Linked DNA regions of Mus musculus: region 2 is linked to region 1. The links are chromatin contacts, called in public promoter capture Hi-C maps. All regions are on one chromosome and are shown on one strand. The core of a region is the stretch at or near the end of the contact, and the rest is flanking DNA. Distances in the headings are between cores, read along the strand shown.

Region 1 (5,854 bases), core at 426-2,925:
TGAAATAGATGCTCGTGATGGAACGTTGTTGGTCTGGCGTGACTCTCATTGGACCATGTCTGAGAGCAATTGTTTCCCCTCTGTCTCAGAACACACCCACCATCCACTTGTACCCCTCACTTGCTCTTTCTGTCTCTTTTCCATTCTTGGTCCACTCTGGGCGAGTTCTGCCGTAGGACTCCTGGCTAGACAATGGCTGTCACATTTGATGGGGTTGGGTGGGGAGGAGGCTGTCTTGTTCCACAGTCTACGGATCACAGGACAGCGTGGATTAATTCTCGCAGCCTGGTGCTGGCTGTTACAGTTGGTCCACGGAGAGGAACTCCTGTCTCCCCAGGGCTGTCATGAGAGCTTTTGTTGGAAGGGAGCAGGAGGAGAGCATGATGCAGAGAACATGTGATGGAGTGTGTAATGGGGAAACATGCTCTCCCTGAAATCCCTGAAGGATCCCCTTACCCTTGGTCCCATGTTCCAGATTCCTCATGCCTGCTTGACTCTCTTCTTGGGATTGATAAAAACTCTCTCTTTGAGACAGATCTCACTACAGAGTATTTGCTGGCCTGGAATACATTATGTAGATCAGGTTAGCCTCACATTAATAGAGATCAACTTGCCTCTGTCTCCTAAGTACTAGGGTTAACAACATGCTCGGAGACCTAAGAACTCTTAACTCTCTTTCGTATACACACTCACTCAGATATCAAAGATCGCCAGGGACCAGTGAAACAAGACAGGGGCGGGGAAGGAAAGCCCAGCTCAGCACCCTTTCTTCCCAGCTCAGCCTTCTCTGCACAGGATGCTCGATACCTCCCCACTACAGATCCTCTGTGAAGCTGCACTCCACGCAACCACACCCTTGTTACCCTCAATCCTGTAGATAGAGTCAGTGTCAGCCATGTGACTGGGTTGTGGTCCAAGACTTAGAGAGGAAGCGCTAGAAAGGAAATTTGAAAAAACCCGATAAAGTAGGGTGTTTTGTTAGGAAACAAGGAGAGATTAAGACAGCGAATGCGGTGGGGGGAATGAGAAAAATGAGTAAAAAGAAGAGCAGTGTATTTAGAGTTAGGGGCGGTGTTTAAAAGGACAGAAGTGAGGAGCTGGGGGAAAGAGAGTCAGGGAGGGGAGAAGCTAGATAACAGGAGAGGGGACCCAGGCAAGGTCTGGCCACAGTTTTTTTTTTTTAATTATTTATTTTATTTATTATATGTAACTATACTGTAGCTGTCTTCAGACACTCCAGAAGAGGGAGTCAGATCTCCTTACCGATGGTTGTGAGCCACCATGTGGTTGTTGGGATTTGAACTCGGAACTTTGGACCTTTGGAAGACCAGTCGGGTGCTCTTACCCACTGAGCCATCTCACCAGCCCGTGGGGGCACAGCCTAGGCGATTCCAAAGCAACCGGGGCATTTTACATAGACCTGGAGTCCTGGGGACAAACAGGCTACCCGTATAGAGAAGCCACAACTAGCGAGCTACTCACGAGTAGCTGTCTTCAGACACACCAGAAGAGGGCGTCAGACCCCATTATGAATGGTTGTGAGCCAACATGTGATTGTTGGGATTTGAACTCAGGATCTTTGGAAGAGCAGTCAGTGCTCTTACCCGATGAGCCATCTCTCCAGCCCAGTGTGGGTCTTCTCTAGTTACGGAAGTGCAGTCTAGGAACCGGAAGTCTTTGTCAGAGACTGACCTAGGAAACGCAGGGTCTGCGGCCTCTTTAAGAAGGGGCGGGAACAGGGGCTGGAGGAAGTGAGGTCGCAGGGGCCGCGGAAGCCGGAAGCCGCCGCGGGAGCAACGCGTGGGGAGATGTCTGCCAGCGGGGCTGTGCAGCCGGGACACCCGGGGGCCGCCGTCGGGCCCTCGCCCGCTGCGGCTGCGTCACCAGCCACCGGGCCTTTGTTCCGGCCCCTCAGCGCCGAGGATGAGGAGCAACAGCCCACCGAGATCGAGTCACTGTGCATGAACTGTTACCGGAACGTGAGTCTGAGCCCGGGGAACCACCCAGCCGTGCACCCAGAGGCAGCTCTGGCGTACAGGGTGTAAACAAGCTGAAGTCATTCTCCCCAACGCCGCTTCTGCTTCCCTAGGGCACGACGCGACTTCTGCTCACCAAGATCCCCTTCTTTAGAGAAATCATCGTGAGCTCCTTTTCCTGCGAACACTGTGGCTGGAACAACACGGAGATCCAGTCTGCAGGCAGGATCCAGGACCAGGGAGTGCGCTACACCTTGACCGTGAGAAGCCAAGAGGTGAGCGCAGACCAGAGAAGGTACCCCCACGGTTTCAGAGAGCGCACTGGGGGTCAGAGCCCCCAATCGGACCATCAGCCCTTCACCAGACCTGTCCCAAGCCCTTAGTGTCGTCCTTTGACAGTGGTGTCGGTGGTGCTGGCCTCGGTTCTGCTGCTTTGAGTGGTGAACGTGCTTTGCGAATTTTGTGGGAGTGATGGGATTTATGTGGAAGAGCTGGGCTTTGTGGGTGGTGTTCTTACCTTCTGGGTAGTCAGGCTGACACCATGTGTACTATCCTGAAGTAGTTTGGACTCTTCTGAATGGAAGGCGGGAAGAAGAAAGATCTGGGTTGGCATCTGATGGAGAGATGGTCTGGTTATTTCCCAAGCTTTATTGCTGACCTCTTTAGCTAGAACGGTTTGCTTTCTGTCCAGGACATGAACAGAGAAGTGGTAAAGACAGACTCTGCCACCACAAGGATCCCCGAGCTGGATTTTGAGATTCCAGCCTTCAGCCAGAAGGGAGGTGAGTTTTAAGATCAGGTGTGTGAGGTGTGTGAGCTGTTCACAAGCTGAGATGTTTCCTATTTTCTTTCAAAGCCTGGTCCAGGTCACGCCTAGTGGCTTGTGTTTGGTCATTTAATTATAGTGGATTTTCATGTTTTAATGTGAGTAAAAAGTTATAGTTAATCTCTCTCTCTCTTTTGTTTTGTTTTGTTTTGTTTTGTTGGTTTTTAGGGTTTCCCTATGTAGCCCTGGCTGTCCTGGAACTCACTCTGTAGACTAGGCTGGCCTCAAACTCGGAAATCTGCCTGCCTCTGCCTCCCAAGTGCTGGGATCAAAGGCCTGCACCACCACTGCCCGTCTAATTAAATCTCTTAAGAGTCCAGTAGTGAGACAGACCACGGTGTGCTTAGTTTAGAGCTTTATAGATGAGGAGAAGGAGGCCTGCAGAGTTCAGGGAAAGTGTTGAGGGTCACACAGACAAGTGATAGCACGTCAGCACTCACTTGTCTCATGTTTCATTTACCACAAGCTCTGACCACTGTTGAAGGACTCATCAGCCGTGCGATCTCTGGCCTGGAACAGGATCAGCCCACACGACGGGTGAGTAGGGATGAGTCAAACTGTATCAGACCAAATGTTGGGGAACTTTTTGATTGAGCACATAAAGGAGCTAGTTCTCCATGTTGTGCTGTCCCCAGCCCACGTCTCGGTGTGCCCTCCTGCACTTCAGATAATGTCACATTATCTTGAAGAGTCTTCGGCTTCTCTACAGCTTCCTGAGGATTCTTTTATATCTGTACTTGTTATTATAGAAATAATGTCATTGCACATTGCTGCTGTCTGTCTCTAACTGGCTAGAGAGGCATAACAGAATTTTGGATTTTTAAAGGAATTTCTTTTTAATTATGTGTTATGTGCCCGTGTGATGTAAGATGTAAATGTGATGGCAGATACCTTTGTGAGCCAGAAGCAACAGTTCCCCACTGTTACAACAGTTCCCCACTGAGACGAAGTTACAGTGCAGTGGAATAATAAATAAGAAAATAAGCCCGCCTCCTAACCCCCAGCATCGTTTATAAACTTCAGATGAGCTTCTTGTGTCTCACTATAAAATTCAGGTCCCTGTGCTCCCAGTCTAAGTGGATGTTAAGGATCTGACTGGAGGGATATGGCTGTTGGAGGGTTGGGGTGTGGGGTGTACTGCCAAGTCTGCAGTTTTCATCCTGTTCCTGACAGGCAGTGGAAGGTGCCATCGCAGAGAGAATTGATGAGTTCATTGGCAAACTGAAGGACCTAAAGCAAATGGCTTCCCCTTTCACACTGGTAAGTACTGGGCTACTGCAGCCACTTTCAGTGTAAGGAGGAGGCGAGCATCCCTTGGCACTGACTGATGCTGGTAACCATGGAGCTTGGCAAGTGGAAGAGGTAAGAAGATCAAGAGTTTGGACTCATCCTTGACTTCATAGCACGGTATAGGCCAGGCTAGGCTATGCTGAAGCCCAACCTAAAGATAAAAAAGTGGAGCAGGATTTTTCTAGTGTGTTCTGGCGCTGGATGGAAGTTATATATGGTTTATCTTACTCTCTCCTCTCTTATTTGTCAGGTCATTGATGATCCCTCGGGAAACAGCTTTGTAGAAAACCCACATGCTCCCCAGAAAGATAATGCCTTGGTGATCACATACTATGACCGAACCCCACAGCAAGCTGAGATGCTGGGGCTCCAAGTAAGTGGACTGATTAAGTCAGAGGGATGCTCTGGGGCTGCCCTGTGTTCTGGGTCCTGAAGTCACTGAAGTCACTTTGCTATTGCTGCCACCATCATCCAATGCATCCTGTCTCGGCCTTTTATCACGCTCACAAAGCAGGTGTCAGTCACAGGAACCCAGCCTTGAGCCCCGTCTTTCTCTTGTCTGGGGATTTGCTTTGGCTTCTCTATCCATCTGTCCTTTGAGGTGTCCTTTGGTACCTTACAGGGAACAAAGGCATTCTCTCCCTCTTTAAGTAGGGCAGGGCTCTACTGTAGGCTGAGGTCTATCTGCCAACTTGTGGTTTGGGCCTCTGTTCTTTCAGGCAGAAGCACCAGAGGAGAAGGCGGAAGAGGAAGACCTTAGAAACGAAGTGAGTGGTGCTGGCTCCCTTTGAAGACCATAGTGGAGTTGTGGGTAGAGACTGACGAATGTCCAGTGTGTCACCATCACAGCTCACATGGGTGACCACCTGCGGGATGTCTTCAGCTCGAAGGGGTGGGGATGCTCAGTCTGTGCCCCTATATTATGTCCTAGGTGCTCCAGTTCAACACTAACTGCCCAGAGTGCAACGCTCCGGCTCAGACCAACATGAAGCTTGTCCGTATCTTTCAGCAGGCAATTGGGTTGCTCTTCAGCTGACTCGGGCATGAACGTTATATTACAGACGGGAGCCTTCCCTTCAGGGAAAGCCAGTGCTTTATCCTCAGTGGTGAGGATGAACCTTTAATGAAGCTACATACTGCATACCTGGCTTCTGAGTGTGGCCAGGTCTCCGTGTTTGTGAGCACAGGCCCGTTTATTGTACTCTTGGGTCCTGCATCTGTTTGTGTGGGACTTGGCTTTGCTTTTCCTTGGGGGTGGGGGTGGGGGTGTTTTCCTTGAAGCAGATAGACTTCTTTAACTCCATCTTCCAGAAATCCCCCACTTTAAAGAGGTTATCATCATGGCCACCAACTGTGAGAATTGTGGGCATCGGACTAATGAGGTGGGTGGGAGAAGATTGGCGTAGGGGCAACGCCTTTGTAGCAGTCTGCCAGCTTCCTGAATCTACTTGAGGATGGGCATCAGCTGTATTTGGGTCTTTTGGGGGCTTAGTGCTGGGGAGGAGCCACTGAAGGAGCTGAGAATTAGCCTAGAGAGAAGTTGGAAATACAAGATTGCAAGATGGACGGAAAACTGACCTTGTGGAAGGGGTTGTGGTTCTCAGAAGGCTGGAGGTTGGACAGAGTGTGACTCAGTGAAGAACTCAGGGGAGCTGTCGGGAATGGATTTGGTGGCTGCTGTGGAGGTTGTAAGCCTTCATTCCTAAGTGTATCGAGCATAAGCTGATTAAACTTAAGTTATGGGGACACAGTGAACAGCAAA
Region 2 (5,748 bases), core at 2,437-4,936, 340 kb before region 1:
TCCAACTAACAGAGATCTTGCCTGCTTCAGCCTCCTGAGTGCTGGGATTAAAGGCGTGCTTCAACAGAGTCTGGCTTGTTTCATAGTTTTGAGGCAATGTCTCACTAATTTTGTACAGAAAGGCCTCGAACAGGAAGCCCTGCATCACCCGGGCTGGCTATCAGAGCATTTTTACTTTGCCAAGACTAGCCAGAAAAGCACTAGAGAGGTTTTCCAGAAGCCATGTCCTCCAAATTCAGCCAGTAGCTATCTTTCTCTAGCTACCGGTTGCCACCAAATCTTTACCCTCTGACCCAGAAGCCAGAAGAGCAAAGTTCATCCCCCAAAGCGCAGCTGACAAAAAGACCTGATAAAGCCACCAGAGTCCAAGGGTTCTCAGAAAACAGCGGCATTCTCAGGGAGACCCAGATGGAAGTGCGCTGTTGTGCCCGTGTGGGCCAGCTCTGACTGTTGCAGCAGTGAGAGAAACCATGCAGTCAAAGTCCTCCAGGGCAGAGAATCTGCTAGCCAGAGCATGGGAAGCCTGGCCTGTATGCCAGCTGTTGCCTCAAAGGCCTATGTCCGGCAGCTCTCTGGGGACCCAGACACGGAGGAAGGCTATAGGAGCAAAGCAGGCAGGTAGGTCCCTGGGTAGATACAGTCAGGGCTGGAGCCAGACCTAGTCAGCAGGGATAGCCTGAGTGGGATGCCATCTGTTGAGGTATCTGAAGAATTTTGCAAACCAACCCCTGCTTCTGAGAGGTCATTGGTTGAGAGAAAAATTGTGTGAGCATGGAGCAGATGACAGGCTCCCCCACCTCCTTCCCATGAAAGCGGGGACCTTCTCCACATCACAGCCGTGGAGGTGGTAGGGAGTGGAGCAAACATTACCACATGGCTCTGGTCCCGGGCCAGCTGTCAGACTCTAAACATCTTGCTTTCCCTTCCCCTGTGCTGTCACCCCCTTCAGTTATGAGTTCTCTGCTTGTGAAGTGGGAGCAAACCTGGAAGATGCAGTCTGTGAACTACAGTGCACCTGGAGCTTAATAGAGCTCTTCGAGATGGGGTGTGTGTGTGTGTGTGTGTGTGTGTGTGTGTGTGTGTGTGTATTGCAGGGTGGAAGGGAGGGGGTACTTTAACCAGTGAGTTTACACAGTAAACTGATCTTCCCTTCTCCAGTTCCCACCACCTTCTCCAAAGCATTCCCTGAGCCCAACACCAACATTGAGAGAAAAACAGAATAACCAGAAGACCTCATTGAAATGACAACCCTATAGGCAACTTACTTCCCTGAGGTGAAGGAAAGGGGACATGGACACGGCTTTCTGAGTACCCTCTCAAGCTACCCTGGAGGACTCAAAAGCCTGGTTTCTGTTGGGAAGTTGTCAACAGCTATTCCCTCCCACACCCCACTGTGTGGCCTGCCCCCTCCCCCCAACCCCCGACCACCACCACCACCAGGAACCGCTGCGACAAGGAACCACAAAAGTCACAGAGTCATGGAGCCGGTGACTGCGGAGCCCCTTCCTCCTAGCCTCTACTCAGCCTGTCTCAAGCACCTTACAGTTTCCTTCTACTCCTGACTGGACAGTGGTGGCGCACGCCTTTAGTCCCAGCACTCGGGAGGCAGAGGCAGGCAGATTTCTGAGTTGGAGGCCAGCCTGATCTACAAAGTGAGTTCCAGGATAGCTAGGGCTATACAGAGAAACCCTGTCTCAAAACAAAAAACCAAACATCACTAGCCACTAGAGGAAAAGATGGGAGGAGAGTGTCCTCACATGCACTTCTCAGTCTCCAGAAAGTTCTGAACTGCAGGACTAAGAACAAGCCGTAGCAACAAGAGCATACACTGCAGCCTTGACATCTGTCAGGTCTGGGTCAGGTCATGCTCTCAAGATTCCATGTGCCCTTCTTCCCAGACTGGTGGGAAGTATGAAGTAGAAAGTCCAAAGAAGGGCTGGAGAGATGGCTCAGCCGTTAAAGGCTAGGCTCACAACCAAAAATACAAGAAAGTCCAGAGAAGTCTCTTTGAGAAGAGGCCAGGAGAGCAAATAAAATATATATGTATGTCCAAATGCCATGATGAAATGTATTACTTTGTATGCTAACTTAAAACAAACAAAAAAACAAAACCAAAAAAAAAAATCACTATAAGAAAAATCAAGCTGTCATCTTAGAGGCAGCAGAGAGGAGAGAGGGATATGGGTGGTGGTTTGGCAGCCCACCAGGGTATTTCTAGACAAAAGCTCCAACGCAAAACACCTGCATGATGCGCAGCTTGGATGCCTGTGGCCATCCAGCCCTCCTGTCAGCAGGTAGAGAGGTTAGGCTGTGGAAAGGGGCCTCCATGTAGCAGAGACCCTGGACAACAAGCAGAACCAGGGTATATCTGCCTGTGGTACCTCAGCCCATAAAATGACAGTAAGGGTGAGCATTTCTGCATCCCTGAGAGATCACACCTAAATTCCAGAAGACTAGTCCTCTTATATAGATGTGGCAACAGCCCACTGACATCCTTTAGAGAGCCCCAAGGGGAACCACCAAGACCCTTTGGGAGGAACAGGGGTCCCAGGGCTGTCCAGTCCCAGTTCCAAAGCTCCTCCACCTGTCACCTATCTGTCACCTATCTGCCACCTGTCACCTATCTGCCTACAGTGGACTGACCTCCTACTTTCAAACTGGACCAAGCTGCCATGAAAAAGCAAACCTTAGCTGGGCAGTGGTGGCACACGCCTTTAATCCCAGCACTTGGGAGGCAGAGGCAGGTAGATTTCTGAGTTCGAGGCCAGCCTGGTCTAAAGAGTGAGTTCCAGAACAGCCAGGGCTACACAGAGAAACCCTGTCTAAAGAAAAGAAAGAAAAAAAGAAAAAGAAAATTAGAAAGAGAGAGTGAAAGAGAGAAAAGGAAAGAAAGAGAGAGAGAGAGAGAGAGAGAGAGAGAGAGAGAGAGAGAGAGAGAGAGAAAAGGAAAGAAAAAGCAGGCCCTATCCCAGGCTAGTCTGAAGCATTAAACTTCTGTGGTAGATGGAGCACATGCCTGCCACACATAGCGCCCTGGGGTTTGATCCCTAGCGCTACAAAAAATAAGATCTTTAGTCCTCCACTGCCTGAGGGGGCTACCTCCTGGCTCCCCCGAGTTGCATTAGCCCTGGGGACCATCAGTGGGTCACTGCTTTCCAGAACTTAGCCCCTCACCTTCTTGGAGATCCAAAGATGGAGTTGTTCCCTTGGCCTCATTTGTCACCTCTTTGGGCCTAACACATAGCCCATACACCTATGGGTGGGACAGTGACTGAAATTTGAGCCTCCCTCTCACCCCATTTATTCTTTTGCCCCAGTCAAATCATCCTAGGCATTTTAACCCAGACTTTTTGTCTAACACAGAGAATGGTCTCTAGGGACCCAATTCCACCCAGCAAACTAGAAGAGACTAGGGGATCTAATTGAGCCCACAGCCCTTCTGCTCCCATGACTTGCACTTACAAGGCTTGGTCGTTTGTGGACTGGAAGGAGAGTAGCTTCGGTGTCTGGGCTGGGGCAGACGGGCCGGGGCGCCGGCTGGGTGAGGGGTTTAAAGGCCGCCTAGGCAGTGATGTCACCCCTCTGCCGCCCGCTGGCGCCCCTCCCTGCCCATGGAAGTCTGCTTGGCTCACCACCCCGGGCCGCCCCACTCACTCCACACAGGCTCCATATTTGGGGAAAGACACCAAGTTGGAGCAGTCTGTCGGGGGCAGCCGGAGACATTCTCTGCATGCTTTGGAGATGCTGCGGGGGTCGGGGCGGGGCGGTGCTGAGGGCGGCCGGGAAAAACCTTTTATGGGCAGGACCCTGAAACCCTTCCTTGTTACCCGGACTTGGGTCTGCTCTTCAATGAGAAAGAAAGGGGGAGGCATTCTAGAGTTTGGCCCGACAAAGGAACCTGCAAGGGACAAACAAGCCACCTTCTTGCAAGGCTTTAAAATCGAGTTGGTGGGAACTAGTCTTGACTGCAGCCTGGCTGCACAACCAGGCACTATGCAAACGCCTTCCTTTCACGTTCCCCTTTATTATGAGATAGCAGTTACCACTCCATTTAACAGTTGAGAAAATTGAGGTTCAAAGTGGCCTTTCCAAGGCTACCAAGTGCATGGCAGAACATGGGTCATCCTGCCCACAGGTATGGTATGCTTCTAGCGGGTGCTTCTCTAGGGAGTGCCTTGTTTAGCAGCAAGTCAACCCTGGCCCCTTCTAGAGCGGTGACAATGGGCGGATGTTTAAGGCCTGGCAAGGCTGGAGACACTAGGGTAAGAGGACTAGGACAGTGTCACCCTCCCTCCCTTCAAAATAGTCCTTATCGTGAAAGATCCTACCACCTCAGAAAGGGTCCCCACTTATCTTGCACCTAGCTTCAGTGGTCTTGGGAAGGGACAGGTGAGACAGGCTCAGGGTTAGGGTTAAAGACAACTGCTATCACACCTGATGGTCTGAGTTCAGTACCCAAGACCAAACACAGTGGAGACAGAACCAGCTCTCCTCTGCCCCTATCTGTGCTATGTCTCACACACTCACTGAATGCAACTTCTTAAAAGGTAAGGCTTTAGTGGTGTCTCTGAGTCCCATCCCCAATTCTGGAAACCTCAGGAAACAGAGAGAGGGAGAGGGAGAGGGAGAAAGGAGTAGAGAGAGGGAAGGAGAGAACCCTCAGGCAGGGTCAGTCTCACCCAGAACTGGCTGCAGGCCAGAGAGGTGCAGCCTCAGACGCTCAATCCACTACAGCCAGCCTGGCTGGTTTAAGCTATTGGTGCATAGAACTCCAGCACCTCCTTGTGGCATCTGAAGGAAGGGTCATAATAAGCTGGAGCTCCTCTAGAGCTCTTGCTTTCCAGCCACTGATTACGTCCTGAATTCACTAGACAGGATTCCCCAAATCCCGTCCTTTTTATAATCTAAATAAAATCTCCCTCCTCGATGGGCACACGCCTTTAATCCCAGCACTCGGGAGGCAGAGGCAGGCAGATTTCTGAGTTCAAGGCCAGCCTGGTCTACAGAGTGGGTTCCAGGAGGGCCAGGGCCACACAGAGAAACCCTGTCTCAAAAAAAACAAACCAAAACCACCCCCCCCCCAAACAACAACAACCCCCCCTCCTCTTAGATCCTGCTTGCCATCCATTCCTGAACAGCCTTTAAAACCTTGGCCTGCAAGGGCTCTGCCCACTTGAGGTGCATCATGGCACAGCCTGGACACCCATCTGCAGAGCTGGCTGGAAAGGATACTGACGTTTACATACGTGGTGGGTAGTCAGGTGCTGTGTGCCTGCTGAAGGGAGGGGTTATCAGGAGAGGGCACAGACACACTTTCAGTATCCTGCTCCTGTAAGCAATGCTTGGAGCAAGGGTCACATGTTTACAGAATCAATGGGTGGCTTGGTGGGATCAAGGAAGGTCATTCCCAATGTAGCCACGCACAGAAACGAGACGGGAAGGCCAAAATAAATGGGACACGGAGGCTCCTGCACCTCCCAACACATCAGTAAGACCCCAAATCCCAGGTCTGGTTGTCTTTATTGAATGTACTCGTTCATAGAAAACAATTGCAACCGTAGCATGGAGGAACATAGAACAAAGCTCAGAAACAAAGACCCAGACCCGCCTCTTCTCCCAGCCCAAGAGCTATAAAAACATGGTGGAGAGAAGGAAACACATTCCTGGGGCCCACTCTTGGCATCTGGAATGGACCTGGTGGAGTGAAGGGCAACCAAGTACCAAAGTGGCCAGGGGCCTGGAGCTGGG

The links. Capture Hi-C pulls out chosen DNA fragments and counts their contacts.
Region 2: a contact with region 1 is called in a promoter capture Hi-C map of pancreatic islet. The contact joins the promoter of Tagln here to the promoter of Zpr1 in region 1. A contact is called at or near these places in 9 of 39 promoter capture datasets (the HPC-7 cell line, HPC-7-derived erythroid cells, embryonic stem cells and 5 more), 3 of 484 Hi-C or Micro-C datasets (CD4 T cells, CD8 T cells and bone marrow-derived macrophages), 20 of 115 datasets of contacts at active chromatin or transcription factors (CD4 single positive thymocytes, acute myeloid leukemia, bone marrow-derived macrophages and 10 more) and 4 of 9 other capture datasets (adipose tissue, embryonic stem cells, liver and 1 more).

Annotation. Positions count from the first base shown.
Region 1 is chr9:46,271,389-46,277,242 of GRCm38.p6, forward strand. It overlaps Zpr1 (ZPR1 zinc finger), which reads left to right and starts at 1,676. Exons shown (of 14, transcript NM_011752.2): 1 at 1,676-1,979; 2 at 2,090-2,251; 3 at 2,668-2,758; 4 at 3,269-3,339; 5 at 3,976-4,062; 6 at 4,343-4,465; 7 at 4,812-4,859; 8 at 5,024-5,090; 9 at 5,404-5,474. The coding sequence starts at 1,809. It overlaps Apoa5 (apolipoprotein A-V), which reads left to right. Exons shown (of 4, transcript NM_080434.4): 4 at 1-533.
Region 2 is chr9:45,932,372-45,938,119 of GRCm38.p6, forward strand. It overlaps Tagln (transgelin), which reads right to left and starts at 3,687. Exons shown (of 5, transcript NM_011526.5): 1 at 3,463-3,687. It overlaps Sidt2 (SID1 transmembrane family, member 2), which reads right to left. Exons shown (of 26, transcript NM_172257.4): 26 at 5,486-5,748.